Regions from separate parts of the Mus musculus genome. Here regions 2, 3, 4, 5 and 6 are each linked to region 1. Evidence: chromatin contacts called from public HiChIP or PLAC-seq and promoter capture Hi-C data. All regions are on one chromosome and are shown on one strand. The core of a region is the stretch at or near the end of the contact, and the rest is flanking DNA. Distances in the headings are between cores, read along the strand shown.

Region 1 (4,398 bases), core at 899-3,398:
GTTAGACACCAGCCTGGTCAACATAGTGAGTTCCAGGCTAGCCAGGACAGCACAGAGAAACCCTGTCTTTAAAACGAAAACAAAATCTGACGTTTTCATAAAGCCACACTCAGTACCACTCAGCTTGCAGGGCACTTATGTCCGACCAAATGGCATCTCACCATCTGGTTATTGGTAGGAGGGCGGGGCATCTCGCCATCTGGTTATTGGTAGGAGGGCGGGGCATCTCACCATCTGGTTATTGGTAGGAGGGCGGGGCATCTCGCCATCTGGTTATTGGTAGGAGGGCGGGGCATCTCGCCATCTGGTTATCGGTGGGTGGAAGGGAGACTTCCTACAAGCTTCCTCCTTCCTCTCCTTTCTCTTTAAGGTCACCAAACATTTCTCGTTGACTGTTCTTTACCACCCCTGCACCAGATCTTCATCTGGCTGAGACTTCAGGCCTCTCATCTGCCCTCTCACCTCGAGTCCGTCTTCAGTAGTGGTGTGTGGGGTGCCGGTAAAGGAGGGGAACTAACTCTGGCTCTTTTGTGTTCCTCCCCATCTGCTATGGGAGGCAAGCAGGCCTGCAACGGACGTCAGATGCTAACAGTTTGATCTCGGACTTCCCAGGCCTATTCCTGAGGGAAAATGAATGTCTACTCTTTATGAACTATCCAGTGTTAAATCTTTTGTTACAGCAGCATAGCTGGCCAGAGACGTCAATGTTCCAAATCTCAGTTGTCCTTACTGGGGAGGAGCCACACCTAACTCACTCCTTCCTTCCGAACTATTACATTAAATGGACATGTGGCGATTAATCACCTTTATGCTAAACTATTTTCTACTGCCATTCTAAATTATTCATATTTTAAAAATTCAATTTCCCAAGAATTTCTTTCTTTAATTAGAATGTAAACTTCAAGAACATCTTGGGAGGCTCCTGTTTATGATTTGAACGGAGAGGGCATTCCCCCAGAAATGCACCAGCCATAACCATGAAAATCAATCCATTTCTAAGACTGGGCTTACATAGTTGAAGCTAGCCAGCTAAGTCTGTCCATTTGGGAAGGGGGCTGTACTTAATGTGTAGCTTAGGGAGTGACAGGCTGACAAAGTTCCAACCTTCTTTGCCCACGTTCATTATACTGCCCTAGTTTTTTTGGCTTGGATTTTCTGACACCTAAGTAGCGCAAGAAAGCTGGCTCCACATGTGGGCTAGTGTGCTTTTGTAATTTCTTCTTCTGTTACAGTAAGTTCTCCTAGGTTAAAAACTATTTACCCTCGGCGCCCTCTGCTCATTCCTAAGCCAACACCCAATGTCAGAATTCGATCCGCATCGGGTCTTAAACGTTTCATGGGAGGACATCAGGATACCCTGAGTTTTTTAAACCAGCCTGAAATGAAACTGCTCACCTATTAAAAGGGGGAGGGTCTGACGGCTGAGGCTACCCTCCCCCAATTCTCCAGGCTCGGTCGGGCTCAGGGTGGGATGGGGAATGAATGAATGACTTTGACAGGAAGGTGTGAGCTAACGGGAGAGATCTGACAGTCGAGAGACCCCTGGCGTTTTCAGTTAAAAGGGAAGGAGAGCGCAGCGAACCCACGGGAGGCGAGGGAATCGTCCGGAAGTCCGGGAAGGCTCCCGGAGCAAAAGGCCGGCTGGCTTTTCGGCAGCGGACCAGCGTCCCGAGGAAGGCCCGCAGACGCCTCCCGGTAGCCCGCGGCGGCGAGGGGCGGGCTCCTCCGGCGGAAGGTGAGGGGTGGGGTCCGCCGGGCGGCGGGGGCGGAGGGACGTGGCGGGTTCGGATCCCGGACTGACCTGCGGGGCCCGTGGGACCCGGGGCGCCACGGAGCCGGCCTGGCGGAGGCGGGCGCAGTATTGATCGGTGGCCTGCACGGCGTCCACCAGGCCCTCGGCGCAGCGGCGCATCTGGCCGATGGTGTCCGCCGCCTCGATCAGGTCGCGGTACCGCTCGCCCACCATCTGCCGCAGCTCCTCCTTCTTGTGTTCGATCTCGGCTCGGACCTGGCGCTCCAGCCCGCGGATCTCCTCCGCTCCATGAGTCTCGAAGAGCGCGTTGGGATCGCGCAGATCCAGCCGCTTGAGCGCGGAGGAGGCGGTCGCGGCCGCCATGGTGCTAAGCCAGGGATCCGCCGGCCGCTTCCGCCTGCCAGCCCCGCCCCGCCCTCCCGCCATCATGGATGGGGGCGGAAGTGCTTCCGCCAGGTCGGGAGCCTCGGTGGTCCCAGGGACTGAGCCTCGGTGGCAGTGCTGCTCTCCAGAGCTTATTTTTTACTGTTACAATCTCCCTTCTCTCTCCTTCACTCTTCCTTCCTTCCCTCTTCCTCCCCATTCTCACCCTATGTAGGTGGAGTACGTGCGACAGAAACAGATGCGCGCGGAGGTCATAAGTTGCAGGAGGCTCACTCCTGCCATGAGGATCTCAGTATAGAATTTTAGATGGAATTTTATCGGCTTTGGCGGCAATCGCCTTTGCCTGCTGTGCCATCTCGCCTACCCTGAGCGCTCGTTTCCTTAGAGAAGCGAAATAGTTAAGGTTGTACTTGGTGGTCAAAGTCTTAGTGGCCCGGAGCCCCTTGCGTCGCACCCAAACCCTTTCCTGGGGAGGGAAGAGCTTCACCGTGGGGTTCATTATGGTAAAGATGCACGTATGGTCGTGTTGCTGTCGGTCTTACATGCATGCACGCTTTTGCCTTCGATAGACCATCACAGCAACCAGGACTGGGCCTTGGGACTCTTCCCTTAGGACTTGGCAGCTGGAGATCTGAGTGACGGCTGTGGTCCACCTTGTTACCTGGGTCTTCTATTTTATTTAAATATTGTTTAGTGGCCACAAAATGGGTTTCCCTGTTACAGGCCTCCTGTGGTGGAGAACGATGGGGAGTCCATGATGCCAGAGGATTGGACATCCTGAGATTGACCCAGTAAGAAAACCTGGACGTTCTGGCTTGCTGTTCATAAGTCCGTTCAGGGCCCTTCGTTTTGGAAAAGTTTGCTGAAGAATTCTTTCCTATGTTAACACAGAGAAAACAGTATTGTGTGTTCAGCAGCCCTGTACCACAGACAGCCTCTGGGTTTTCTCTCCCGTTCACCACTGCCACTACTTCGAGGCAAATGTCACAGCAATAGATTGATATCTAAATAAGGGGGTTTACTTACGACATTCCAGCAAGAAGAGTCCCTGCTCTATGCACAACTGAAGCCCAGGGAATTTTACTTACCTCGGGGAAGGGGGTTAACTCAGAACTCAAGCCACTTGGCTTGAGATACCGCCTACGCGTCAGAGTTCCCCCAGCACAGCGCGCCCCCTGGTGGCGCAGCGGTGACGTGCAGTCCTTTCTATAGTCCCGCGCTACCGGCTGCTTTGGTGCTGTTTTGCTTCTGAGCCTGCAGAATCTGTCTTCCGTGTTTGGAAGCGCTTCTCTGTCAGGCAGAAACTTTCCCCAGGACTTCTTGCACCTACTGTGCCAGCCTGGGGCCTGGGACTGGTCCACAAGACCTTCTTGGGCCTTTGAAGGCAGCGATGCCCTGGTGCAGGGATTTCAGCCTTGTAGAGGCTAGGTCTCACCCACAACACCTAGTGTGCAGGACTGGCAGGGACAGTGGCTGCAGCTGTAGTTTCAGGTGCCAGCGCTGGTGATGGGTATCTGCAGGTTGGATCACCCTGTGGTATACCTTGGATTAGGAATGTTCGCCCTCTCTTTGCTCCTGTCTCTTCAGCTTAGTTGCACATCCTGCCCAGCAGCTCACTGTGTTATCAATACATCCATTTTCTCTGAAAATCAGAACCGTGGTCTGTAGCTTGCCCTGGGAGCCTAACACTTATTCCTCAAGCTTCCAGTTCCCCAAGAGTTAGTAAGCTAACACCTTTCCTACACTGAGGGGAACACGATAGGCTATGATCAGTTCCATGTGGGACTAGGGGCTTCTTGTATGATGGCTTTGGCAAAGGCCACTCTGCCCAATGTGTTTTGAGACCGGCATTTGCTTTTCCGTCTTTTGTGCTGTTTCCTTGGCTGAGTTCATCAGACCTGCCTGAAGATGCTACGGTTGCCTCTCTGCCTGCAGAAGAACTGCTGCTCGGGGCTGTTTCCAGATGTCTTCTCAGCCTGGGCACTGGGAAAGCTCCCCAGGCCTTTGGGAGATGTGTCCTTGGCTCTGCTCTCTAAGGCTCCAGGTTTTACTTCTGCACCCAGAGAGCAGCCCCCTCCTTTCCTGATGCTGTCTGCCTATCAGCCAGAACTATCCAAACCAGCAACTGGGCCAAGAGCTCAGCCCAAGCAGCTAGAGGAGTCACTGTGCCAGGATGTTGGGGACAGACATTGCTTAAGCTCAGGGGTGCTGCTGTCATTTAGTGTAGTTTATGACCAGGTGTAAGTATGTGTCGAGTGAAG
Region 2 (4,398 bases), core at 562-3,061, 390 kb after region 1:
TCCCAAGTGATTCTAGATCCTGCCATAATAACGGCACAGGCTCCCACCCGAATCTGTCTGGCTCCTTACAGATAACGCAGCCTCCAAAGGCATCTCTGTCTGCTACTGTAACAATGAAGGTCCCCTATGTGGGCCCCTTGCCACCCAGGTTCTCTGAGAGGTGAGGCTGGCCTGAGGAAAACACAGCAGGCAGGGTAGGTAGGAGGGCAGCTGTTGGGAGGCTGAGGGAGGAGAGTCAGGCTTCATTCTGGCTCCCCCTAGGTTTTTAAGGAAACGCCTAAGCACTGGGCAGCTTCTTGGCGTGAATGGCCTGTGACGAAAAGGGAAGGTGGCTATTCTTTAGCTGGCAACCTGGAGGGACCTAGGCCTTTGCCTCTGCACCTCCACCAGGCTTCAGATCAAGGAATGACAGAGACCAGCTAGCGAGTGTTTCTAGGGAGTTGGATCCAGACAGAAGAGGCCCAGTCTGTAAATGGGCACCCTTGACCTTGCCTGTACCTCCTTGGCACCTTGTGTGGGCCTGGCTGCTCTGTCTGCTGAGAGTTCAGTATTTGTGACTGAACCCAGCCTCTTCCCCACCCCACCTCCTTCCATTCTTCCCACCCATGGGGGTCCCCAGCAATGTCCTGGCCCCACACAGCCCGAGTTATTTCTTTGTAGCCAGCCTAGGCCTGGAGCATGGCATCCATCTCCCTCTTGCCACTGCCACCTCTGAAGTCCCTGCAACAGTGCCTGACTAGCCCGTACTGTCACTCACCCCCAGGGGTGGAGACAGCAGCCTACAAGGATTGCTCTGACATCCTCAGGCTGTTGAGGGTTTTAGGGAGCTGTCTGTCTGTCTGGAGGGAGGGAGCGAGCTGGGGGGGGTGGCCTCTAACTTGCTGTGAAGCTGAGCCTGACCTTGTACTTGTGACCCCCCCCCCCCCAGCCTCCATCTCCCAAGCGCTAGGGTTATGGACATTTATTCCCCAAGGCTTACTCCGCACTAGGAATCTAACCCAGAGCCTTCTGCAATGCTGGGTAAGCACTATCCAAACTGAGCTACATCCTCAGCCCCTGACTTAGCTGTTGTATACGTATCTGCTCCTCTTCTAAGATGTTGTGTTCCTTCTCCAGATATAAAGTCCTCCCCTGGGACTTGCCTCTGCCACCTGCCCTTGCAAGGGAACCAGCTCACCCCCCAAGGTGTCCTGGGACAGTCCTAGTTTAGTTCTGAGTCCTCTGTCCCCCCAAACCCCCCAGTAGCCATTCCTCTGGGTCTGGTCCGCCCTGGAAAATTCTGACTCCCCGAGGAAAGGAAAGCAGAAATTTGAACACTCAAGCCAGTGCCAACTTTGATGAGAGAGGCAGCCCCTCCACACAGACCCTTGGCTCACCTTTCCCCGGTGAGGCCTCCTCAGGGGCTGCTCCTGCCCCTGCGGTTGCAGCCTGGCTCTCTGGGAGCCACATACCAGCCCCAGCCGCCAGTGTCCCTATCCTGTAAACCCTTTGCTGGCCCTCTGGTCATGTTTCCCCCACTCATGTCCCCCAGGAGGCATAGCTGGTCAGGAAAGAGACACATACTACCAACGTGTCTTGGTGTTGGGGGAAACCCGGCAGCAGGAAACTTGCTTGGCTCTGAAGGGTGTGGCAGTGGGTTTAGGTCTGTGTGTCATCCCGTGCGGGCCCAGTGCCCTTTTGAATAAATACCGCTTAGAGCCTTGTAGCCGGTCCTGGAAAGGAAACCTTCTCATTTCAGCTCTCCCTTCCCCAAGCTGCAAGGAAGGAGGTCAGCCAGGCCTATTTGCCCAGGAATGCCTTTGTAGAGTGCTTGCTTAGGTCAGAAGTCACGGATGGCTGTACAAAAGACTGTGGTGGGGCCTCCTCCAAGCCATCGGCTCTACATTAGGCACATTTCTCCTTCACACAGTCTGCCATCCCTGCCAGCATACTACTCAGAGTTTGTCCTCTAAAGACTTTCCTTGACAGCTGAGCCTTCCCTCCCTCCCTTCCTCTCTCTTTCCCTTTCCTCATTCCTCTCTCCCTCCCCCTCTCCTTGATGTTCATTAGTCCCTGTGTTTCTACCAGCTCAGGAATATTGCCATTGTATCCATTACTGCTTTGCTGGTCCTGCCCTCGTTCCCTGGAATCTCCTCCAGGGGCCCCCAAGTGAGATTCTACGTAGAGCAGACACCCAGTCTGCAGAACCCACACACAGCCACAGTGGCTCCTGGTGTCCATGGCTCCCAACCTGTGTTGGCGATCAAAACAGCAGAGCGTAGGCTCTCACAATGGAGATGGCCTCGACCGCTGCCTTCATCCTCACCCTTGCTGCTGACGTTGAGCATCAGCTGTAGATCCGCAAGCAGAGCATTCCCGTCAGACTTTGCAGGAACTCGTCCCATAATGCACCAGTCGGCAGAGCTACCCCAGGCAAAGGCCTCTGGGAAAGCTCCCTGGTAACTGGAATGGAGGACTGGTTCTGAGAGCTGTGGATTCAAACCACACCTCAGAGCTGATGCTGATGATGAAGGAGAGAGGAAGACCCCGTCCACTGGGTGCCTTCCCTGCCCATCCGGTATCTGTTGTGCTATGGATATGGAGTGTCTCCTGAAGACTCATGCACCGAAGGCTTTGCCCCCAGCCAATCAATCCAGTCATTGAGATATGATCGGATTGTAATGGCTCTGACCCCTCTTTGTCATTACTGATGGATTCAGAATTCAGTGGCATCTGGGCTAGCAGATACATACTCACAGGGGTGGGACCTAGTTAGAAGTAGGTCACTAGAGACATGTCTCTTGTCCCAGGTCGCTCCCCTGTGTTTCTTTGCTTCCTTTGTGTCCTGTGAACAGCTTTGCTCTGCCCTGTGCTCCCTGTCATGATAATCTCTCCCTACGACCAGACATAGTGGAGCAAGGTGACCACAGACTAAATGCTTGGAAACTGTGAGCCAAAGCAAACCGATCCTCCTTCCCTCCCTCCCTCCCTCCTTCCTTCCCTCCTTCTAATGTGCTTATGTTAAGCATTTTGTGCCAGCAATGAGAAACTAGCACAATGAACAGTTGGAAATGGGAACACAGCTGGCTGTGTGTGCATGTGTGTGTGTATGTCTTGTGCACACACATAAAGGAGAGCTGAATTTAAAAGGGTCATGTAGGAGGGAGAGAAGGCAGAGGGGCTGTAGTTTCAGCCCTCACCATGTCCCTGGAGCTCAGGAATGACCAGGATAGACTTCCTGATCATACAGCAAAGCATCGCCCTGCAGAGAAAGACCTGGCGGGATCTTGGGGTGTGGCTCTAAACCTTGCGCCAGGGCTAGGGCAGGGCAGTGACAACAAGGGTTGCCAGGGGTGGAAGAATGGGGTTTCTGTACTGCTTATCAGAGCTCAGCTCCGGGGCAGGATATGGAGGAGGCTTCCCCAACCTGCCTGGTGGACAGCAGGACTTTGGACAGGAAGCATCACTTTCAACTTGACACTGGGTTGGTGGCTCCATGCACATACCTAGGATAGGTCATGTTCCTGTCCTGTGTATATGGAAAGGTGGATACTAACAGTGGACCATTAGCCAGCCACCAAGCTCTGCCTCTGCATCAAAGAAGAGACACAGGGCATAGTTTGACCCCCATTGGGCTCTGTATCAGGTCAAGGAAACTGGTCGTATTTGACCACCATTTGGGAAGAGGCAAGAGATGACTCTGAATATAAACCAGGCCGCCGCCAGCTATAGGGAAGACAGCAGGGACTACAGAAACACTGGAAGGAATTTATTCTCAAGATGTGTTGTTTCCACAGAAATGTATGCCTGGTGTTTCCCCCTTGTGGATTAGGAGCTCAGGGTCTTCTTGGACATAAAATTGGTAGAAGAAGCTTCCAGAACAAACTGTAGTTCTCCCTGTGGCTGACTGGAACAGAAGTATAGGGTCCTTTATCCTAATCAGGAGCCAACAAGACTTCTGTATCAGTTTCTTCTCTGTTGCTGCAATAACCACGACCAAGGCAACTCATCAAAGAAAGCGTTTAATTGGCTTATGGTTTCAGAGGATTAGAGTTTGTGATGGTGAGTAAAGGCATGGCCGTAGGACCAGCTTGGAGCTCAGACCTCGAACTGCAAGCAAGAGGCACAGTGCATCCTGGGAATGGCACATTAGTCCTTTGAAGCCTCAAAGCCTACCCCCAGTGACACACCTCCTCCAACAAGGTCACACCTCTTAGTCTGTCCCAGATGGTTCCACAAGCTGGGGACCAAGAATTCAAAGATATGATTGAACTAAAGGAAGTGCATGCCAGCTAAATGTTTATAAGTTCAATTCTGGTTGGGTCGGTCTTTGTCTAAAAGACTCCTTGAAATGGTCCCAGGGTACAGGGTCATCGAGCCCCATATGAGATACAGGTACATATGCAGTGACAGGGGACA
Region 3 (4,398 bases), core at 1,119-3,618, 370 kb after region 1:
GGATTATATCAGCCAGGGGGGAGGCCTGAAGGGCAGTGACTTAATCTCAAGTAAGGGTCTGATGACCTCCCCGCCCCTTCCTTCTGTGAGGGCCGAGGCTTATGGTGGACCTTCTGTGGCCAGTCCCCTCTGTCCTGATTGGGACAGCAATGACACTCTTGCTCTGAGGACCACACTCCCCAACAGCCCATCCCACTCTCTCGCAGGAGCACTGACTCCACCTAGAGATGCTTCGTCTTCAGGAAGAATAATCCCGTCACGGAGGGTGTCTTGTGTAGTGTAGGACACTCGGCAACGTCCTCAGCACCTGCCCTCACTACGTGCCACAAGTTTTGAAGGCCTTCGACGTATCAGGAGCAAAAAGGGGAAAAACAAAACAAAACAAGGCCCAGTTGGTTTAAACGCAGTGGAACAGAGCTGAGGCAGCACACTAAGTTTCGTGAGCGCGAAGGCCGTCGATTTACTCGGGAGCATAAGCTTGGGTGGAAATCAGTGTGTTTTTAACCCGTGTCGCTCGCCCTCTTCTGGAAGAGCTCCGACTGGCCCAGGGCTTCCTACTCAGCACCCGTACCTCTCCAGCCCCGCCAAGCTATTCCTTGTGTCTCTCCACAGTGCACGGGGAACCCGCTTCTGAAGTCCAGCAAGCTGCCACTTGGACTTCCTTCTCTTTAAGAGAAATTCCAGCTCTTTAAGTCTCCTGGAAGGCATTGTGGGTAATGCCCCACATCTGCACGAACTGAATCCCTTCCAGGGATTTCCAAACTCTGCCTCTAGGATGGACTGTGGAAGTGGCCCCCCAGGGTGTCAGAGCCTTGACCTTGGCTGAGCTGTGGGTTCTGTAGGAGGCCATATGTCCTGGTCCCACCTCCCTGCCTGCTGCTCACCAAGGCTCCTTTGTATCCCCCTTCCATTCCCCCAGGGCCTGAGGGCCCCAGGGGCAGGGCTGTGACATCTATTCTTGCTTTCCCTCCTAGCAGCTCCCATCTCTGTGTGACAGAGATGTACAGAAACAACCAAATAATTGGAGATGCTTGTCATTGTGTATGGGTGAATGTTCCAATGTCCCCGCGGCCAGTTTTGTTGGTCTTATGGATTTTTCTTGTCGTTTGGCGGTGTATTGATGAATGCTCTAGCATATGGCAGGGGCCAAGGCAAACCTGTCCCCATTTTGGCAGCTACCCCAGAACTCTAGAGAGTGGCTGACGGGATAAATCCAGGCTAGGCTAGGGTAGGTCTTCCCTACAAACACGGGCAGAGTCTAGCATGATTTCAGTCCCTTCCAGATAAACCATACTCTCCCAGATGCCTTCTCCACAGAGGAAGCCCCATCCAGCTCCCCACACCCTGTCAGCTATGCTGGCCCTACCCGAGGGCCAGGAGAACATGGGGCACAAGTGCATAGTGGCTCAGTGGGACAGTGAGAAGAAGGTTCCAAACCCATGCCTTTTATTTCTTTGGGGTTTGATGCTTTTGTTTGTTTGTTTGTTTGATTGATTGATTTTTTATATCCAGATGCTTCTGACGTTCCAAGTGTTGGAACTGCAGGCATGGACCACCAGGTCTGGCAGACCCCATGGTCCCCTAGCTAAAACCATATGGTGTTACCAGATCCAGTATAACCCATTGTCTCTTAACTAAAACCATATTGAATTCATCATCCTCTTCCTCCTTGAGCAGAACAATTAAAAATATATATATATAGAGAGAGAGAGAGGAGTCTATAATGTCAGATCTCATATTGTCATCACACGATGCCAGCAACTGTTCAGCCAAGCCGCATCTTTCCCCGTTTTCTTATTACAGAGATTTGTAAGCACACACCAAACCCCAAGACCCTGTAATGAACTCAGCGTGTGGCGTGCAACACCCAGCTACCAGAGGCATCCAACTTAGCCACAGGAAAAGCCCGGTCAGGGCTTCGAGTCACCATTTTGGAAATTGCGAGATTGTTTCCTTTCTGCATCGTTTAGGGAAACAAACCCAACATGTTACAGTTCTATCCCACTTCCTTTCCCAGAAAACGCTTGGGTTTTTTCGGCCTCCCTTTCTTCTGAAAAAGCTGCCCCCAAATTTCAGCCTTTGCCTGTGTAAACACAGACTTAGAGGCGTGGAGGGGAGCCCCCGCCTCCAGGAGGGGGTTTTATCTGTGATTATCTTATCAGGATAACACTAAACCAGCCCCTGGTAGTACAAGGCTGCTACTCTTTGCTCTTGCTTCTGTTCCCAACCACCAGTTCAGTTTATAAATCCGCCGTCCAAGGCGGAAAACAATTTGAAAGGCAACATTGTTTCTGGACAAGGCTGTGATTGTGACAAAGAGATTGTGTGGCTTTCTTCTACTAATAAATCCCCCTGCTGGGTTTCTGGCTCGCTGGAAGGGTTGGCAGAAGGATGACAGGGCATGTTAAACTTTCTGGATGCCTCGGAGGAGCCTACATAGAGAAGGCATTCAGCACTGGAGGACATTTCCAGAGACCCTTCGGTCATGGGGTTGGTAGGCTGTGTTTTGAAGGAAATGTACAAGAGCATATGTCCCTATGATAGCATTTCTGGGTGGGGAATGGGGGCACCTGCCCCTCCCCCGGTTCTGCTTCCTCCCCAGCTCTTCTTTGACGTCTCTTGGGAAGGTTTGGTGGCAGTGAACTCAGATGCCACTTCACAGGTGTGGGTATTCCAGATCCGATGCCCTCCTGCATCAGTCAGCCACTCCTGGCCCTGTCTTGATCCCAAGCAAGTTGAAAAGAGACACCTCACCGGGAAAGAACTAGGAGACGAAATGTACAAAAGTCCTTAGCAAAACCATAAATGAGGCATAAAAGTTGGGTGTCAAGAGTTATTAACAGAAATAAAACAAGAACACTTCAGGCAAGGTGCCAGGAGAGGCTTTGGACTCACATCAATGCCCCAGGCCTTGGGCAGGGCCCCCAGTTTTGCTTATAAAATGGAGACACCGAATGTAACTCCTAGGCCACCGTGATAGTAAGTGGGGTTATGTGTGTCAAGTGTCTACTGCGGCTTAGCACACATGTCAGGGCGCACCAAAGGCAGGCAGTAACAGCACAGCGATAATATCACTAATGACAGAACTATTAAAAGAGGAAGAAGGCAAGCAAGATCTCGGGGAGCAGGCCAGTGTGGATAAACTAGGAGGCTCCTGACTGGGATGCAGCCATGAATTATAGGAGAATTCATGGGGAAATCAAAGAGTTGGATTCAGGGTCCCTCACTAAGGGGATGGGTTTTATTGGTTGGGCATTTGACAACAGCTGGGTGGGGTGGGGTTGGGGACCACAGTGGTGACAGGGATCCAGCATGAGCACAGAGTTTGAGTTGAGGTCTCAAGGCCACTGTGTAAAAGCCACTCCACCACCCCAAACATCTGTGCTTTCATCCATCCATGGAGATTAACGGCAGCCACTTGCATCTTGCAGCTGTCCTATGGGTCCCATGCAGTCGTGACCACTCCTTTGTACTTAGGATTCTTCCCCCAGTGGCAAGGATGCAGACGCTAAGGATATGGACTTAACCTCTCACTGCCCCTTCCAGTCCATGGAACTCCCAGCTGAATGCCAACATTTCTGAATGGTTTCGCTCTCCTCTTCCTCCTCCTCTTCCTCTTCCTCCTCTTCTTCCTCTTCTTCTTCCTCCTCTTCCTCCTCAGGAGACCCTCTCTTGCCTCCAGCCATCTTTCCAAGTTCTGCCAAGGCTGTAATTATAAACCTTTTTTTCTTTCTTTCTGAATTACCGCCTGTGTCTTCTCTCAGGCATTGTCTCATCACAGAGGCTGTCAGCCCCACACCTGGCATCTAGGTGTTGTCCATGGTCTTTATGCATCTCCCGTGGCTGTTATAACAAACTTCCTCAGAGTTCGGGACTTGGAACCATGAAAGCTTAAATCTCAGGAGGCCAGGGTCTGAAGGGAGGAGAGTCACAGAGCCCTGTTCTCTTGGGAGGCTAAGGGAGGAGCCTTGTGTCTGCAGTTCCTGGGAGCTTCAGGCATCCCTCTGCTTGCAGCTGTGTACCTTCCCTCAGCCGCCATCTTTGCAGGGCTTCCTCATCCTCTCTGTGGCTGGCTCCTGTCTGTGTCCTGTGGAGACAGCTGTGATAGGATTTAGGATTCCCCCGATAATCCAGGATGTCCCCAGACTGAGACCCTGTACTACATTATAGCTCGAAGCTTCCTTTCCAATGTTTACAGTCTTTGGGACTCAGGGGCATAATTTGGAGCCTGGGGTTTATCTCCAGAAGCCTGCCTTTATCAGATGTCTTACTGGGAACTAATGAGTTTTCATGTAAAGCTCTCCAAGTCCTTGCAGGCTTCGGGGTTCCAGCTAGACTCAGAAGTTAAGAACACTGGTGCTTTTCCAGAGGTCCCAGGTTCGAGTCCCTGGGCCCACA
Region 4 (4,398 bases), core at 1,265-3,764, 350 kb after region 1:
GAGACCACACCTCTCAGCCCTCACTTCAAGGTACACATAACTCGAACCAGAAGGGAGAGCGAGTGAAGCAATCTTATGCTTAGACGTTGTGCTTTGCACCCCGTTTCCAGCTTTGGCGAGGGGGTGTTTATAGCCTGGACCGATGGCTCCGACCGGTGTCCGGCTGCAGGGCTGTGCAGAACGGGCAGTGCTGGCTGCAGATCGGACAACCCACAAACGGGCCTCCCCTGGTTCCCTGCACTTCGTGCTGCATGCCCCGGCCGGCTGCTGGTGCCCAGTGTTCAGACACTTAATCAAGGATGTCTGCTGGGTTAACCACCACTTTCAGACCAAGTCTGTGCCTGTTCCAAGTCTGCATCTGATAGCAGATCAAAGAGTAGAGACCATAAACGACATACATCTTTCGAGCTATAAAACACAGGCGTTGCTATATGACCAATCATGGGATGTGGGGGTCAGAACACACTCGTGGAGTAGCGATGGCTTTGTTTTCCTGTCTCACCGAGCTTCTGAGGAGCAGCCTGTGATAGCTGCTCCCAGCAAGAATCCACAGAGTGCGTGCTTGCCTCTATGGGCACCAAGTTCACCTGCCTTTTAGGGACATTCCAGGGAGACCCTCCCTGTCCCCGGGTTGTTGCTGTGGAGCTCCCCCTGCCCTCTGTCTTAGCCTCTCTGGAAACCTTCTCTAGGCTGAGGTATAGCTGGTGAGTTAGCAAGAGGGTGTGCAGGCAAAAGTGCGATGCCTTTTACCCTGCCGGCCCCTCTCCTCACCACAGCCCTTCACTCGACTCCCCTGCTGCAGGCCTTTATCTGCACCCAAAGATCTTGTCCTCCGTTTCACCTAAGCGAGCCAGCCTTTCTCCCATGTAGCTGTCCTCTAGGGAGATCTAGAGTGGTCCACCCACAATCCTCTTCCCACAGTTTTCCCTTCCAGGCCACTGGCATTGGAGAACGGCCCACAGCGCCACCATGTGGTAGTCTGGCTTCAAGACTCACTATGAGGCAATGGGGGAGAAAGGCTTCAAAAAGGCCAGTGAGGTGCGTCTCTGAGTTGCCTCACCTCGAGAGGCTTAAATAGAACTTCTCTAAATTGGTGTTGGGCTACATTTACTCTCTCCATAAAGCTAAAGTCTATCTGTCTATTAATCTTTTCTATCTTTATCTTCTATTTATCTCCTTCTGTAGGAGTTGGTAAACATTCCCTAGATGTTTTGCAAAAGTCGTGTTTATCTCCCCGCTATCTGGCTCTCAGCATTTCCCACCTCGTTTACCTCATCACAAAGTAGATTCATCATCCTTACTCCTTCTTTCCAAGAATTAAAATAGAGCATTTGGGTGATCCTCTGCAAAGAGACCAATAGAGCAGGAAGCTGTAACAATCAACGAGGTGTGGGGAGGCCAACCGCAGAGGCCCCTGTTTGCTATTGTGGGTTATTGTACGTCACGTTTAGTGTTGTAGTAACTTTAGTAAGATTCATTTATCTTATTTTGTCTGTATGAGCGTTTTGCCTGTTTGTGCACCATCCCCACAGAGGTCAGAAACAGAGTCATGGATGGCTGTGAACTGCTGTAAGGTTGCTGGGAATTGAACCGAGATCCTTTGTAAAAGAAGTCAGTGCTCTTAGCTGCTGAAGCCCTACCCCCAATATATTTTTCAAGAACTGGGTATGACCTGATGTCTTAGTTAGGGCTTTACTGCTGTGAACTGACAAGTCTTGTCAGTATGAGTATTTGGTCAGGGAAAGGGGCACCATGACCAAGTCAACTCTTATAAGGACAACATTTAATTGGGGCTGGCTTACAGGTTCAGAGATTCAGTCCATTATCATCAAGGCAGCAACATGGCAGTATCCAGGCAGGCACGGTGCAGGAGGAGCTGAGAGTTCTACATCTTCATCTGAAGGCTGCTAGCAGAATCCTGGCTTCCAGGCAGCTGGAAAGAGGGTCTTAAAGCTCACACCCACAGTGACACATCTACTCCAACAGGGCCACACCTTCTAATAGTGCACTCCCTGGGCTGAGAATATGCAAACATCTGACTTGTCCACAGTTAAGAGGGTTCTTTCTCACGGACCATCTCAGAAAATAAGGCATGAGGTTACTCACGCATCTTCATGGCATCCCTGTGATTCCCTAGGCTCCCTCTTTTTTGGGGGAGAACTGATTGGGCTGTAAGTGGTCTCCAGAGACAAGCTTGCTTCTGATGTCTTGCTCCGAAACCCACTAGCAACTTCAGAAGAGACAGCCCTGTGCCCAGAGAGTCTTTCTTTTGCTTCCCTTATTACCTGGACTAGATTCCAGACCCCTCTGATCTCACCTCACTGTCTCAAAACAAGGAGGCTACCGAGACCCCCACCCCCACCCTGTTTGCCCTAAGCAGCTAGCAGCCGCTTCTCCCTCCCCCCATCAGCAGCACAAGGGGCTCTTTATGCTCACCCCTTCTTCCTCCACTGTTGCTTCAGCCGCCCCCACCCATGTCCCTGGCGACAGGGGCCGGACATCTTGGCAGCAGGAGCCATAGATTCACAACATGGGCTCTGTTAGCCTGGAGCAGCCAGGGGAGGGGCAGGCCCACAGAGCCCTCTGGGAGCCAATGTGCTTTCTATGTGGCTTTCCCAGGCACTCAAAAGTGATACGGCTCCCTGTCTACTCCACGGCTCTATCCATCTTCCCCGGCAGCTGGTGTGCAGATACTTCAGGGAAGGAAGCTATTGTCTTCCAGGACAGACCACTGAAGCGGCCCTCCTGTAGGGAGGGTGGTCTGCATTCCCATAGATTCTGCGTGGCAAGCTGAGGTAGCTTTGGGACATCAGTGCCTGTGTAGTACTGAATAAGATCATGTGTCACCAGTCTGTTTCTAATGATTGCTTGGTGGGGGCTGCTGACCCAAGGCAGAGGTGTGGCCATTCTTTAGCAAGTAAGGGCATTTAAGTTCTGTCCACCAGATTCCCAAACTCACAAAGCTAACATTTCCTGAGCTCCTTCCACGTGGAGACCTTGTGTCTGGACACAGGACACCTTGTATCCCATCTTTGCCTTCCAGCCTTTTGTGTGAGAGAAGATGATATACTCACTTTGCAGATGTAAAATGTAGGTTGGACTGCTCAGGGCAGATGTAGGTTTTGACCCCAAACAGCCCAACTACGGAGCCTGTGCCTCTAACCACTACCCTTCTTTGCCTTTCAAGATAACACATCTGTTGTAACCTAAAGACTTAGAAAGAGTCCTCCAAAGTGGTAGGGAACTGGGGTCAGCTTCCGTGGGGGCAGTATGTCAACCCCCATCATGAGTACTTTGGATGTCCTCTGTTGAAATCCCGGCTCAACTGTCAAGAGCATCTTCTATCTCCCTGGGGAGGCCGGGAGACAACAATGTACAAAAATCACGTCAGTGAGAATCAGTCTACGCGGCCAGTCCTACAGGAAGCAGATGCTAATGTTGAGGAAGGCTTTGAGTGTGTCTATAGGTGCTTGCCGCTATGGTGAGAACCATAGCCCTTAATGGCTCCCCTGAGTGGTGGGTAAGGAAGAATATACAGAACAGAGGGAGGAAGAGGAGGTGAAAGGAGGAAGGGAAGGATAGAGAAAGGGAGGAAGGGAGTGGGAGCAAGGGAAGGGACACCCCAGAGAGGTGGGACCAAGATGATCTGGTGGCACCTAAGTCGTGAACTGCTTGCCTGGACCCACCTAGTGGGAGAGGTGGACAGATGGGCAAGGTCACTGAGAAAGACAGAGATACAGAGCAGGGGTCACTTGTCCTAGAAAGTTCCAGAATGGAGGTGATTGGGGGTGGGGGTGATGTCTTAACTGCCAGCGCTGCGGAGGTTCTTCCATGGCAGTGGGCCCTGCCTCATTCAGTTATTGGACTTATTGGACTAGAATGGGTCCCAAGTCCTCTATGACTGGGAATGCTTATGAGATAAGCGGGGTGGGGAGGATTGAGGAGGTTAGAGAGACACAATGGGGGTTTGTAGCGATACAGGCACACTGGGGGGAAGACACCCCTGTGACAGTGTGACAGAGTTTGAGCTGATACAGATACAAATAAAAGCCTTCCCGGAATGTTCAGGTGCCACCCGGAGCTGGAACAGGCAGGAAGGATCCTCCCTAGAGCTACCGAAGAGCCTGGCCCCGCTGACACCTTGACTATGGACTTTTGGCCACAGGAACCCTGAGAAGTCTCTGCTCCAATAGCCCCAAGGAACTCACGGGGAGAGTCTGCCCAGGCAGCAGCTCAGGCCTCCCTGACCTGGTCCTTGCTTAGCTTTCTAAACCACTTCCTACTACAGAGCCTGGAATTCACGTCGTAATCCATGTCCCATCCACGGCCACGCATCAGCTCCCCTTGACCTTTGGCAGTTTTGCTAGGAGGAGGAGGAGGAGGAGGAGGAGGAGAAGG
Region 5 (4,398 bases), core at 1,035-3,534, 310 kb after region 1:
GCCTCAGATACAAAGTGAGTTCTAGACCAGCCTAGGCCCATGTGAGACCCCGTTGGGGCGATGGCTGAGTAGGTAAAGGACTTGCTATACAATCGCGTGGACCTGAGTGTGGATCCTCAGTGTCCATGTAAAAGCCAGGCATGCATGCCAGTGTGCCACTGTAAGCCAAGGGCCAGGGAGGCAGAGACAGGAGGATGCCAGAAGCTCCCTGGCCGGCCGGTGAATTAGTGTGTTCTAAGTTTAATTCCAGACCCTTCTTCAAAACGCAAGAGGGAGAGTAAGTTGAGAAGATAGTTGGTAGCAACCTCTGACCTCCATGTGCGTGTGCACATACTCACACATATATGTGTATGTGTGTGTGTATGTGTGTATGTATGTGTGTGTGTATATATACATATATACACACACACACATACAAACTCAAACAAGTACATATATTTACAACATTTAGGTACACCAAAATGGAGAGAAGGGAGGAGGGAGGGAGGAGGGAAGGGAGGGAAAGAGGGAGGGAGGGCAAATCATAAATGATAATAGCAAAACCCTTCAGAACCTCTTGAGGTATGTTTGTCCCAGTAAGTTGATGCAGGCAGACTCGCTGAACCTCTCTGCTTAGAAGCTACCCCGGGGACCCCTGTCATACACCCGCAGGTCACTTTCCCTAGCATCTTCACCTCCCATCTGGATACGTATCTCATCTCCTCCCTTTGTGGGAAGAAGGGGTCCGTGACAGATGTAGAAATCACTGTGTAAACTCCTGGCCATCGAGGAATGTCCTGGGTGCCTTCTAGTCATGCAAAGCACCTCAGATCCCATCCTGAATTTTCTACCGCTTGGAAGCAGTTGAACGTTGGGGGGCATGTTGAGGGGCCTCATCCTGGTATCTAGAGCAGCTTCTCTATCTTGATGGAAAGACAGGATGTGAGGTCTAAAATAAGACATGTGTAGGAGGGCATATAGCACATTTGCCTTGGAAATCGGATTATATTTACAGTAAGATAAGAAGATAAATGTAAAATTCCATTGGCATGGGCTGTGGGGCGATTGCATGGAAGTGCCAGGATCGAAGGCATCTGCAGTTACAGTGTTAGCTAAGAATAGAACGTTCCATGGGCTCTTCTGATGCATTCCCAGTCTTTGTTGAGGCTCTCCATATGCTTATGCATAGGGTAGGGTGACGCTTCCATCAGATTCTGGCTCCCAGCCCCTGCCTCCTATTTTTCCATCTACAAGATTATACCCCATGGTCCCTGCTCATGTCCATGTGCTTATAGGGGTGGTATATATGCATAAGTGTGTGTGTGAGGGTGGAGGTACATGTTGGCCGTGGGGACCTTGGCTGTCACTCTTCGGCTGCTGGTGGTCCATCTTGTTTGGAGCAGACTCTCGGGAGCCTGGAGCTTGCTGATTGGCTAGCTCTAGGGATCTTCTGGGCATCTCCTCCCAAATACTGGGGTTATAGATATGTTCTACTGCATCTAGACTTTTAAAGCGTGGGTTCCGAGGGATTGGATCCATGTGCTTTGTTGTCTGAGCCATTTCTCTAACTCAGGAACTTGTGTTTCTTGGGGTGCATGTTAAATGGTCCTGTGACACATAGTGGCTTTTGTAAGACAGAAGAGTGTTTGTGGCCCGTGAGTCTAAGGGCTTCATTCTAGCTGCAAGGGAGGCAGGGTGGGAGCTTTTCTTTAACAGTCCTTGTCCCGCTAAAACTCCATTCCCGGGAAAGGGAGGCAGAACGGCTGAAGCGGGACCCAGTCTCCCATATGCCGATGTTACTAGGATGCACACAGCCAAGTACCTGACAAGCAGCGACTTGAAAGTTTAACCAGCTCTCAGCTTTAAAGGGCAGGGCAGGGAAGGGGGCGAGGGTGAGCACGGGGCTGCTTGCTCACATCTGGACAGATCAGGAAGCAGAGACAAGACAGACAAGACAGGAAGTGAGGCTGGACTATAAACCCCAAAGTCCCGTCCCCACCCTCCACCAGTGACCCACTTCCTCCAGTGAAATTCTACCTCCTAAAGATTTCAAAGCCTCCCAAATCAGCTCCCTGAGCTGGGGATGGGGGGTGGGGTGGGGGTGGGCGTGTTCATATGTGAGAGCACAGGAGCCTGAGAGAGGCATTTGGCATTGGATCCATAACATGAGTTATCTGATAGGGCAGAGGCAACAGAGAGTAGGCAGAACTTGGCTGTTGATTGGCAGGAGGAGCAGGAGAGAAGGGTAATAAATCACTCCTCCCCTCTTCCAGCTTAGGAAACCAACGCTGGTCTCAGGGGAAGCAGGAAGTACTTAATAAAGGAAGTAAAGGAGTGGAGAAGAGGTCTGTGGTTGGGACGCGTTGCTAAGAGCCCCCGAATGCTTCCCTGGGGGAAGTAGTCAGCTCTTGAACTTGGCACACCGCAGGAAGGACCTGGCCAGTGACATGGGGAGAGGCAGCCTGGGCTGGCTTAGTAGAAGGCCTTCCCACACAGCCCTGACTGTGCTCCCTCCTTGGCTGTCTTCATCCACTTAGCATATTATAGCAAACACCATTACATTCCACGCCTCAGGAAAAACAGACACGACTCCTCGCGGCTCCGGAGGCCCAGGTGACCAAGACACGGGAGGCAGCAGATTCAATGTCTGGTTCATGCCTGACATTTTTGCTGTGTCTTCACAGGACGGGAGGGACTGTTGGGTTCCCTTAGGCCACTTTTAGGAAGGTGCTAAACTCATTCCTGAGAGCCCCATGCTCCAATCAAATCACCCCTTAGACCCACCTCTTGATAGCTTCACGGTGGGGCTTAGAATTCCAGGGTGTGAATGTGGAGAGGAGACCACCCATTCAGCCCGCTGCACCGTCCTCCTGACACTCTGTTCCAGCCCCAGGCTGTGTGTGGTCCAACTGAGCTTCTCCCCTTCAATCGAGAAGCCATACCTTCTGATGATGCTCATCTCTGAGTGGCAGCTCTTTGAAGAGCCCTTCTCCTCCCCTAGTCAGCTCCTACACATCCCTTTCCATCCAACTCGAGAGCCACATCCCATCAGGAGAACCTTCATGACAAGGACCACGTCTCACCCGATTTTAGTTCCCAACACAGCGGAACAGAAGGACACAGGGCCCTCCCGAGTCTGAGGGACCTCCTTGGAAGCACAGGGTTTTCTCTGGGAAGAAGAAATGAATGCCGGGTTTAACAAAACAAAAGCTGGCTGCAGTATCCACAGGCAGAGAGGCAGCAGGTGGCAGGTTCTTGTGAAAGGGTCTAGTTACCCTGGTGCTATAGAGTGACACACTGGAGCTCAGCATGCTGCGGGGCGGGTTACACTCATCCCACTGTGAGGTGACCTGCTGTCAGTAGGTGAACAAGGCAAGTTGAGAGGCACCTGCGGACAGAAGACAGTCCTGCCTCACATGTTAGTGGGGAGGATCAAGAGGCACATTAGCGTGGAAGATTAAACGCCAGGTTTGAATCAGTCGGATTGTGTAATATTAGACAAAACAATGATTTTGTCCCTGCAGGGCCAGTGTAGGAGAGCGATGACTCTCAGAAAGGCAGAAAAGACACAGGTTCATTTTGAGACAGTTTTATGAGGCAGGGCATGTGTTGGGGGTGCACAAGATAGGTCAGAATTCATGTAAAGCTTTTCCTTTCTTGTCATGTGGACCATGGTGCCACATAGACACCCAGCTAGAGCTTGTGACCGTGACCCTCACTAGTCCATAGAGGGCTGGGGACGTGTGCAACTTCTTTCTGTAGAAGCTTCACTGACAGTTGAGACACTGGATCGGGGAGGATGCCTACAGTTACTAACGGCGGCATGGCCGCTCCTTCTGTGGTACCCAAGAGGGAAGCCAGTGCCACGATTCTGAGCCAGAACTGCAGCAAGCTTTAAAATACAATACGGGTCAGGATGGACTTTGGTCACGACCACTCCCTGGAATCCCCAGCTGAGTGATGACAAGATATGTGTTATAGGGGCAAAAGCATAAAGCCACTGTATTTTCCCATGTGGCTTTGTTATTTTCCAAGAACTACAACTCCCAGCATTCCAGGAACTTACACGGTCGGTGGGCATGTGGGGCTTATAGGTAAACTTTGGCTCAGACAGTAGGTATGGGCTCTTACAGAAGGTTTATCCTACATATGAGAGAGAAACCAGCCAAAGGCATCTTTCCAGCCTGAACATGGCCGTGAGAGGAAGGGGTGAGGGAGAACGAGAAAGGAAAAGAGAGAGGAAGCAAAGAGAGTCCCTGGGAACCCAGACCAAGAGGACACCGGACACCAAACCAAAGTGGCTGGCTTATGCAGGAATCAGATTAGCTCAGGGGTTGGAGAGATTCAGGGTAGGGGGCAGGGTGAGAAGTGCTGAGAGGAACCAGGGCTCCAACAGGTATTGGCCAATGCCGAGAATCT
Region 6 (4,398 bases), core at 924-3,423, 290 kb after region 1:
ACAGGATCCACAGGCAGGCAAACAAGAGTCAGGGTAAGATTCTCGCTCCAGCTGTTGGGGGACCCGCATGAAGACCAAGCTGCACATCTGCTACAGATGTGCGGGATGCCTCTGTCCAGCCCATGATGCTCTTTGGTTGGTGGTTCAGTCTCTGGGTGCCTCCAAGGGTATACAGGTTAGTTGACTCTGATGGTCTTCCTATGGAGAACCTGTCCCATCCATGTCCTTGTTTCCTTTTTTAAACTCCTCCCACTTTGTTCTCTACCACCAGCCATATATGTTCTTAGTGTATTGTAATTGAGGACTGATCACAGCTCCACTCAAGGAAGTATTAGTGGGGTGTTCATGAATCCTGCTCTTTAAAGAGTACTGATCAGTTTTGGGTTGAGATTTTTATTGGACCACCCGAAAGTCAGGATTCTATTGATCATAGCATAAGGCACAGGCTTCTGTGTGCTTCAGATATGGTCTTCATGCGTAGCAAGGGTGGCTTTGGAGGGCCAGCACTCAGAACAAGATGGGGGGGGTGTACCGCTTGCAAGAGGCCGGTAGTTACAGAGAAAAGCATGGTGTGTCTCATTTTCCTGGGGCAAAGGCTGGGCAGAACACTCTATTATTAGGTACGGATTTTCCCAGGAAAAACATGGTGTAATCACTGCTAAGTGACATTCTGTTTCTGGACATTGGGTGTCGTTCTCAGCAATCAGTGATACAGGCTCAGCCAGCAGGTCATCGCCACACATAACCTTGAATTATCAAGGACAGTTGTCTTAGTTCAGGTTTCATTGCTGTGAAGAGACACCATGACCAAGGCAACTCACATAAAAGAACACCATTTAATTGGGGCTGGCTTACAGCATCAGAGGTTCAGTCCATTATCATCATGGTGTATAGTAGTGTGCAGGCAGACATGGTGATGGAGGAGCTCAGAGTTCTACATCTTGTTCCAAAGGCAGCCAGAAGGAGATTGAATCCACATTGGGCACTAGGACAGCTCAAAGCCCACCCCTACAGTGACACACTTCCTCCAACAAGGCCACACACTCCCGTGGGCCAAGCATTCAAACACAAGAATCTATGGGGGCCATACCCATTCAAACCACCACAATAATAAAAGGTATTTACTCAGGTCTTGGAAATATCCATGACAATGTTTAGATATCTGTCCTCTTAAATGGCACAGAGATGCAGAAGTTCAGAGATGGAGCCTAGGGCCACACAGCAACCACTAAGGTGGAGCTGGCTATCACTCAGCTTGTTTTCCTCCTGCCTGCTCTTGGCCTCTTTTCAACTGATAAGTGGTGAAACATCTCAGCTATTTCCAAAAAGTTCAGGGAACACGTTTTTCTTTTTTATTTTATTATTATTTTTTTAACGGCACGAAATGTCAGCGTCTGTGACACCAGCCGGGTATGTTGGCAGACGTCTCGCTGCAGATGCCCTGGGCTCTGATCAGCAACAGGCTTAGGCTGGGCAACCTGGATGGGAGACCTCTTCCATAGCCAGGGCTGTCCCCAAGGGAGCTCTGCAGAAGGTTGCAGAAGGAGTGCCCCAGAAGTATACCCTCCACGCACCCACCACCAGCAGGCAAGGCTTAGACTTTAGAATCGGTAAGGCCTGGACTTAGCTCTAGAAGCCACCAGCTGTCTTATTAGCCATGTGACTTTGGGTAAGGGCATGAGCATCTCAGAGTTGGCAGATGTAAATTGGTGATAACAGCAGTTCACTATGAAGCCAGTTAACAGCTATTGCAATAGGCGGGCCACCTGCTGTGTAGCCCAATGTAAGGTAGAGCACAGCAGAGCCTGCTGAACATGAGTTCCTTTGCTCCCCTCCTCCTCCTTCCTCTTTCTCCTCCCTCCTCCTGTGCTCCTCCTCCCCCTCCCCCCTCCTCCTCTGGGATACCTTAGTTCAGTCCTTAAGGATCTTCTAGTTCCAGTCAGGTGACCTCCAAGGGGGACAGCTCAGAGCACTTTAATTCTCATCTCCAGCAGGTGACTTCAAGGTTCCTCTCATTTACTCCAGGAGTTTGAAAACACTGTAATATTCTCCTTTAATTATCTGCACCTCAGTGGGGAAAATGACATTATAATTAGCACGGGCCCCTGTATGGGATGACATTTTGCTTAACAGATCGTGTTCCTGGGTGCGTGCAGTAGCAGAAGCTGAGAGCACACTTTCAAATTGCGCTGTTGGGTGTGAGCATAAGCCCTGGCGTGAACTCCCACAGTGGGAAGTTGCCGCTCCAGGGTCCCTGCGTGATCCCATGTGCACGTGCCAGGCAAGCCGGGGTGCCCACCACCCTTGCCAAGGGCTGTGGACACACAGGACCTCAGAGCCCTGCTTCCTGGCTGTCTTAGGTAGGGTTTCATTGCCATGAACAGACACTACAACCAAGGTCACTCTTATAAGGACAACATTTCACTGGGGTTGGCTTACAGGTTCAGAGGTTCAGTCCATTATCATCATGGCAGGAATCATGGCAGCGTCCAGGCAGACTTGGTGCTGGGCGAGCCAGAGTTCTACATTTTGATCCGAAGGCAGTCAGGAGGGGACTCTCTTCCTCACTGAGCAGAGCTTGTGCACTAGGAGACCTTAAAGCCCACCTACATAGTGACATACTTCCTCCAACAAGGCCACACCTCCTAACAGTGTCACTTCCCATGGGGCAAGCACATTCAAACCACCACACTGGCCAAAGCCACAGTCTAAGGCTGCACTTGCATTTGGGTTAAAATAAAGACTAGTTTCCACATTGACACGGTCATTCTCCTACGTCTTATGTAAGGTGAAGAGAAGAGTTAAAGCAATACAGTTGGAAGGCAGTTTCTGTATTGCTTTGCCAAGTTTCTGGTTAACATCATGCTGTCTTGCTGCCATGACCAGAATACAGCTTAAATAGGAACTTCTTAGTTTGGCTATTGATTTGTTTATTTATTGAAAAACAATTTTTTTTTGAGACAAGGTCTCACTCTATACCCTGAGATAGCCTGGCAACCACTCTGTAACCCAGGCTGGCCTGAAACTATGGCAATCCTCCTGCCTCAGGGTCTCAGGTACTAGCATGTGAGCCACTATGCCCAGCTTAAGCAAGAGGATCCCTGGAGTTTGGTGGCCAGCCAGTGTAGCTAAATCCAGGAGCTTCAGGTTCAGTAAGTGACCCTGTCTCAAAAAATAGGACGAAGAGCAATTGAGCATGTCCCGACTTCTGGTTTCTATGCTCATACATGCACATGTACATGTGCACTTGTACAAATGTGTGCATATATACACACATGAGCACACACATACCTAGGCACATAAAACTCATCCTGAAGCCAAGCTCAACCTTGAGCCTGGGTCCCCCTGAGTGCTAGAGTTGCAGGTGTGTGCGACCACACTTAGTTTATGTGACGCTGGAGATCGACCCCAGGGTCTTCTGCTTGTACGACAGGCACTCTACCAGTCGTGCTGAACCTCTGGCCCGGTTCTGTTTTACTCTTGAACGGAGACCAGACATGGGTTCCGACAGCTTGTCCAGGAAAATTGGTACATGCTGAGTCATGCTGTCCAATGCTGGGCTAAGGCAGCTCCAAGACTGAGAAAGCTCTCCTCCTGCTTCTCTTCCTGATCTGCCTCCTCCTCTTCCTACTTTTGCCACTCTTCTTCCTCCTGCTCCTCCTCCTACAATTCCTACTCCTTCTCCTCCTCCCACTCCTCCTCCCAATTCTTATCTTGCTCCTGCCCCCGCCCCCTGCTCCTTCTGCTCCTCCTCTCCCCTTTCTTTCTCCTGCTCTTCCTGCTGCTCCTCCTCTTGCTCCTCCTCTTCCCATTCCTCTTCCTGGTCTTCTTCCTACTTTCAAATAGACATTTGCCCATTCTCCAGGCCAACACATTACAATGGGTCCACGTCATCTTATGCCCGCCTGAGAATCTAAGCCCTTTGAGTCAGGTTTTGAGGATGGGAATCCTGTCTTATGGAAATCACTGTGACATTTACTCTCAGGCCTTTGCTAGGATCGTCGCTCCGCTTGTCACCCACTGCTACGATGTAAGACATTTATGGAACAATATATTTTCTAGGAATGCTTTGCCTCTCCTGCGAAAGCAATTTATGTATTGTGTCTCTCTTCTGGTCGTTGGCTGCCAGGGAGGCTAAGGCCTGTATTTCCTTGATAACAGTGACATATGTTCTTAGGATCTGAACTATTATTCTCTCGTCTTGCAACCAATCATCATATCACACTTTAATCAGTTTCAAAGGAGCAGGGTTTTTTTTTTCATTAGTTGCCACAATTTTATTCCCATATTGCCATTTCGTTTCCCAAGCACCGATTATGCTTCTGATCCAGATGTGTGCCCTGAAGATGCTTATTCTGGTGATGCACGAGAAGAGAGGGAGCAACCTTTGCAGTGCTC

Evidence for each region. Promoter capture Hi-C pulls out the DNA fragments that hold promoters and counts their contacts. HiChIP or PLAC-seq counts read pairs in DNA pulled down with a chosen protein or histone mark.
Region 2: an H3K27ac HiChIP or PLAC-seq map of trophoblast stem cells shows a contact between it and region 1, with 4 times the contacts expected there. The contact joins the enhancer-like site here to the promoter of Cog1 in region 1. A contact is called at or near these places in 14 of 115 datasets of contacts at active chromatin or transcription factors (the NIH/3T3 cell line, bone marrow-derived macrophages, embryonic basal ganglia and 11 more) and 1 of 9 other capture datasets (embryonic stem cells).
Region 3: a contact with region 1 is called in an H3K4me3 HiChIP or PLAC-seq map of forebrain, with 6 times the contacts expected there. The contact joins the enhancer-like site here to the promoter of Cog1 in region 1. A contact is called at or near these places in 11 of 39 promoter capture datasets (3T3-L1-derived adipocytes, the HPC-7 cell line, cranial neural crest and 5 more), 1 of 15 datasets of contacts at CTCF or cohesin (the NIH/3T3 cell line), 1 of 484 Hi-C or Micro-C datasets (embryonic fibroblasts) and 16 of 115 datasets of contacts at active chromatin or transcription factors (the NIH/3T3 cell line, bone marrow-derived macrophages, craniofacial prominence and 13 more).
Region 4: an H3K27ac HiChIP or PLAC-seq map of neural progenitor cells shows a contact between it and region 1, with 11 times the contacts expected there. The contact joins the enhancer-like site here to the promoter of Cog1 in region 1. A contact is called at or near these places in 17 of 39 promoter capture datasets (the 3T3-L1 cell line, 3T3-L1-derived adipocytes, the C10 cell line and 9 more), 8 of 15 datasets of contacts at CTCF or cohesin (the NIH/3T3 cell line, embryonic stem cells, large pre-B cells and 3 more), 104 of 484 Hi-C or Micro-C datasets (the AML12 cell line, the AtT-20 cell line, B cells and 53 more), 43 of 115 datasets of contacts at active chromatin or transcription factors (the 230-238 cell line, the HPC-7 cell line, the NIH/3T3 cell line and 28 more) and 3 of 9 other capture datasets (adipose tissue, embryonic stem cells and pancreatic islet).
Region 5: a contact with region 1 is called in an H3K4me3 HiChIP or PLAC-seq map of bone marrow-derived macrophages, with 5 times the contacts expected there. The contact joins the enhancer-like site here to the promoter of Cog1 in region 1. A contact is called at or near these places in 2 of 39 promoter capture datasets (the HPC-7 cell line and cranial neural crest), 1 of 15 datasets of contacts at CTCF or cohesin (the NIH/3T3 cell line), 15 of 115 datasets of contacts at active chromatin or transcription factors (bone marrow-derived macrophages, craniofacial prominence, embryonic basal ganglia and 9 more) and 2 of 9 other capture datasets (embryonic stem cells and pancreatic islet).
Region 6: a contact with region 1 is called in a promoter capture Hi-C map of hippocampal neurons, with 2.5 times the contacts expected there. The contact joins the enhancer-like site here to the promoter of Cog1 in region 1. A contact is called at or near these places in 2 of 39 promoter capture datasets (the 3T3-L1 cell line and hippocampal neurons), 1 of 15 datasets of contacts at CTCF or cohesin (the NIH/3T3 cell line), 1 of 484 Hi-C or Micro-C datasets (embryonic fibroblasts), 10 of 115 datasets of contacts at active chromatin or transcription factors (the SCID.adh cell line, bone marrow-derived macrophages, craniofacial prominence and 6 more) and 2 of 9 other capture datasets (embryonic stem cells and liver).

What each region holds. Positions count from the first base shown.
Region 1 is chr11:113,647,279-113,651,676 of GRCm38.p6, reverse strand. It overlaps Cog1 (component of oligomeric golgi complex 1), which reads right to left and starts at 2,148. Exons shown (of 14, transcript NM_013581.3): 1 at 1,802-2,148. The coding sequence starts at 2,116. It also overlaps a transcript of Slc39a11 not described here.
Region 2 is chr11:113,252,289-113,256,686 of GRCm38.p6, reverse strand. All of the region lies in intron 7 of Slc39a11 (solute carrier family 39 (metal ion transporter), member 11), which reads left to right. Among named protein-coding and RNA genes, the nearest start is that of Gm39505, 35 kb to the right of the region's middle. Within about 2 kb of position 1,811, at least 33 of the 459 cell types and tissues checked have an H3K27ac peak or open chromatin away from gene starts, as enhancers often do. A contact at or near this core is called in embryonic fibroblasts and pancreatic cancer cells, where this site is marked.
Region 3 is chr11:113,275,196-113,279,593 of GRCm38.p6, reverse strand. The region is part of intron 7 of Slc39a11 (solute carrier family 39 (metal ion transporter), member 11); the gene reads left to right. Among named protein-coding and RNA genes, the nearest start is that of Gm51927, 32 kb to the left of the region's middle. Within about 2 kb of position 2,368, at least 31 of the 459 cell types and tissues checked have an H3K27ac peak or open chromatin away from gene starts, as enhancers often do. A contact at or near this core is called in forebrain, where this site is marked.
Region 4 is chr11:113,292,922-113,297,319 of GRCm38.p6, reverse strand. All of the region lies in intron 7 of Slc39a11 (solute carrier family 39 (metal ion transporter), member 11), which reads left to right. Among named protein-coding and RNA genes, the nearest start is that of Gm51927, 14 kb to the left of the region's middle. Within about 2 kb of position 2,514, at least 57 of the 459 cell types and tissues checked have an H3K27ac peak or open chromatin away from gene starts, as enhancers often do. A contact at or near this core is called in the AML12 cell line, the HL-1 cell line, brain and 6 more, where this site is marked.
Region 5 is chr11:113,332,592-113,336,989 of GRCm38.p6, reverse strand. The region is part of intron 6 of Slc39a11 (solute carrier family 39 (metal ion transporter), member 11); the gene reads left to right. Among named protein-coding and RNA genes, the nearest start is that of Gm51926, 5.9 kb to the left of the region's middle. Within about 2 kb of position 2,284, at least 45 of the 459 cell types and tissues checked have an H3K27ac peak or open chromatin away from gene starts, as enhancers often do. A contact at or near this core is called in bone marrow-derived macrophages, where this site is marked.
Region 6 is chr11:113,357,601-113,361,998 of GRCm38.p6, reverse strand. All of the region lies in intron 6 of Slc39a11 (solute carrier family 39 (metal ion transporter), member 11), which reads left to right. It overlaps Gm51926 (a long non-coding RNA gene), which reads right to left. Exons shown (of 3, transcript XR_003949793.1): 3 at 341-4,398. Among named protein-coding and RNA genes, the nearest start is that of Gm51926, 19 kb to the right of the region's middle. Within about 2 kb of position 2,173, at least 7 of the 459 cell types and tissues checked have an H3K27ac peak or open chromatin away from gene starts, as enhancers often do. A contact at or near this core is called in the SCID.adh cell line and hippocampal neurons, where this site is marked.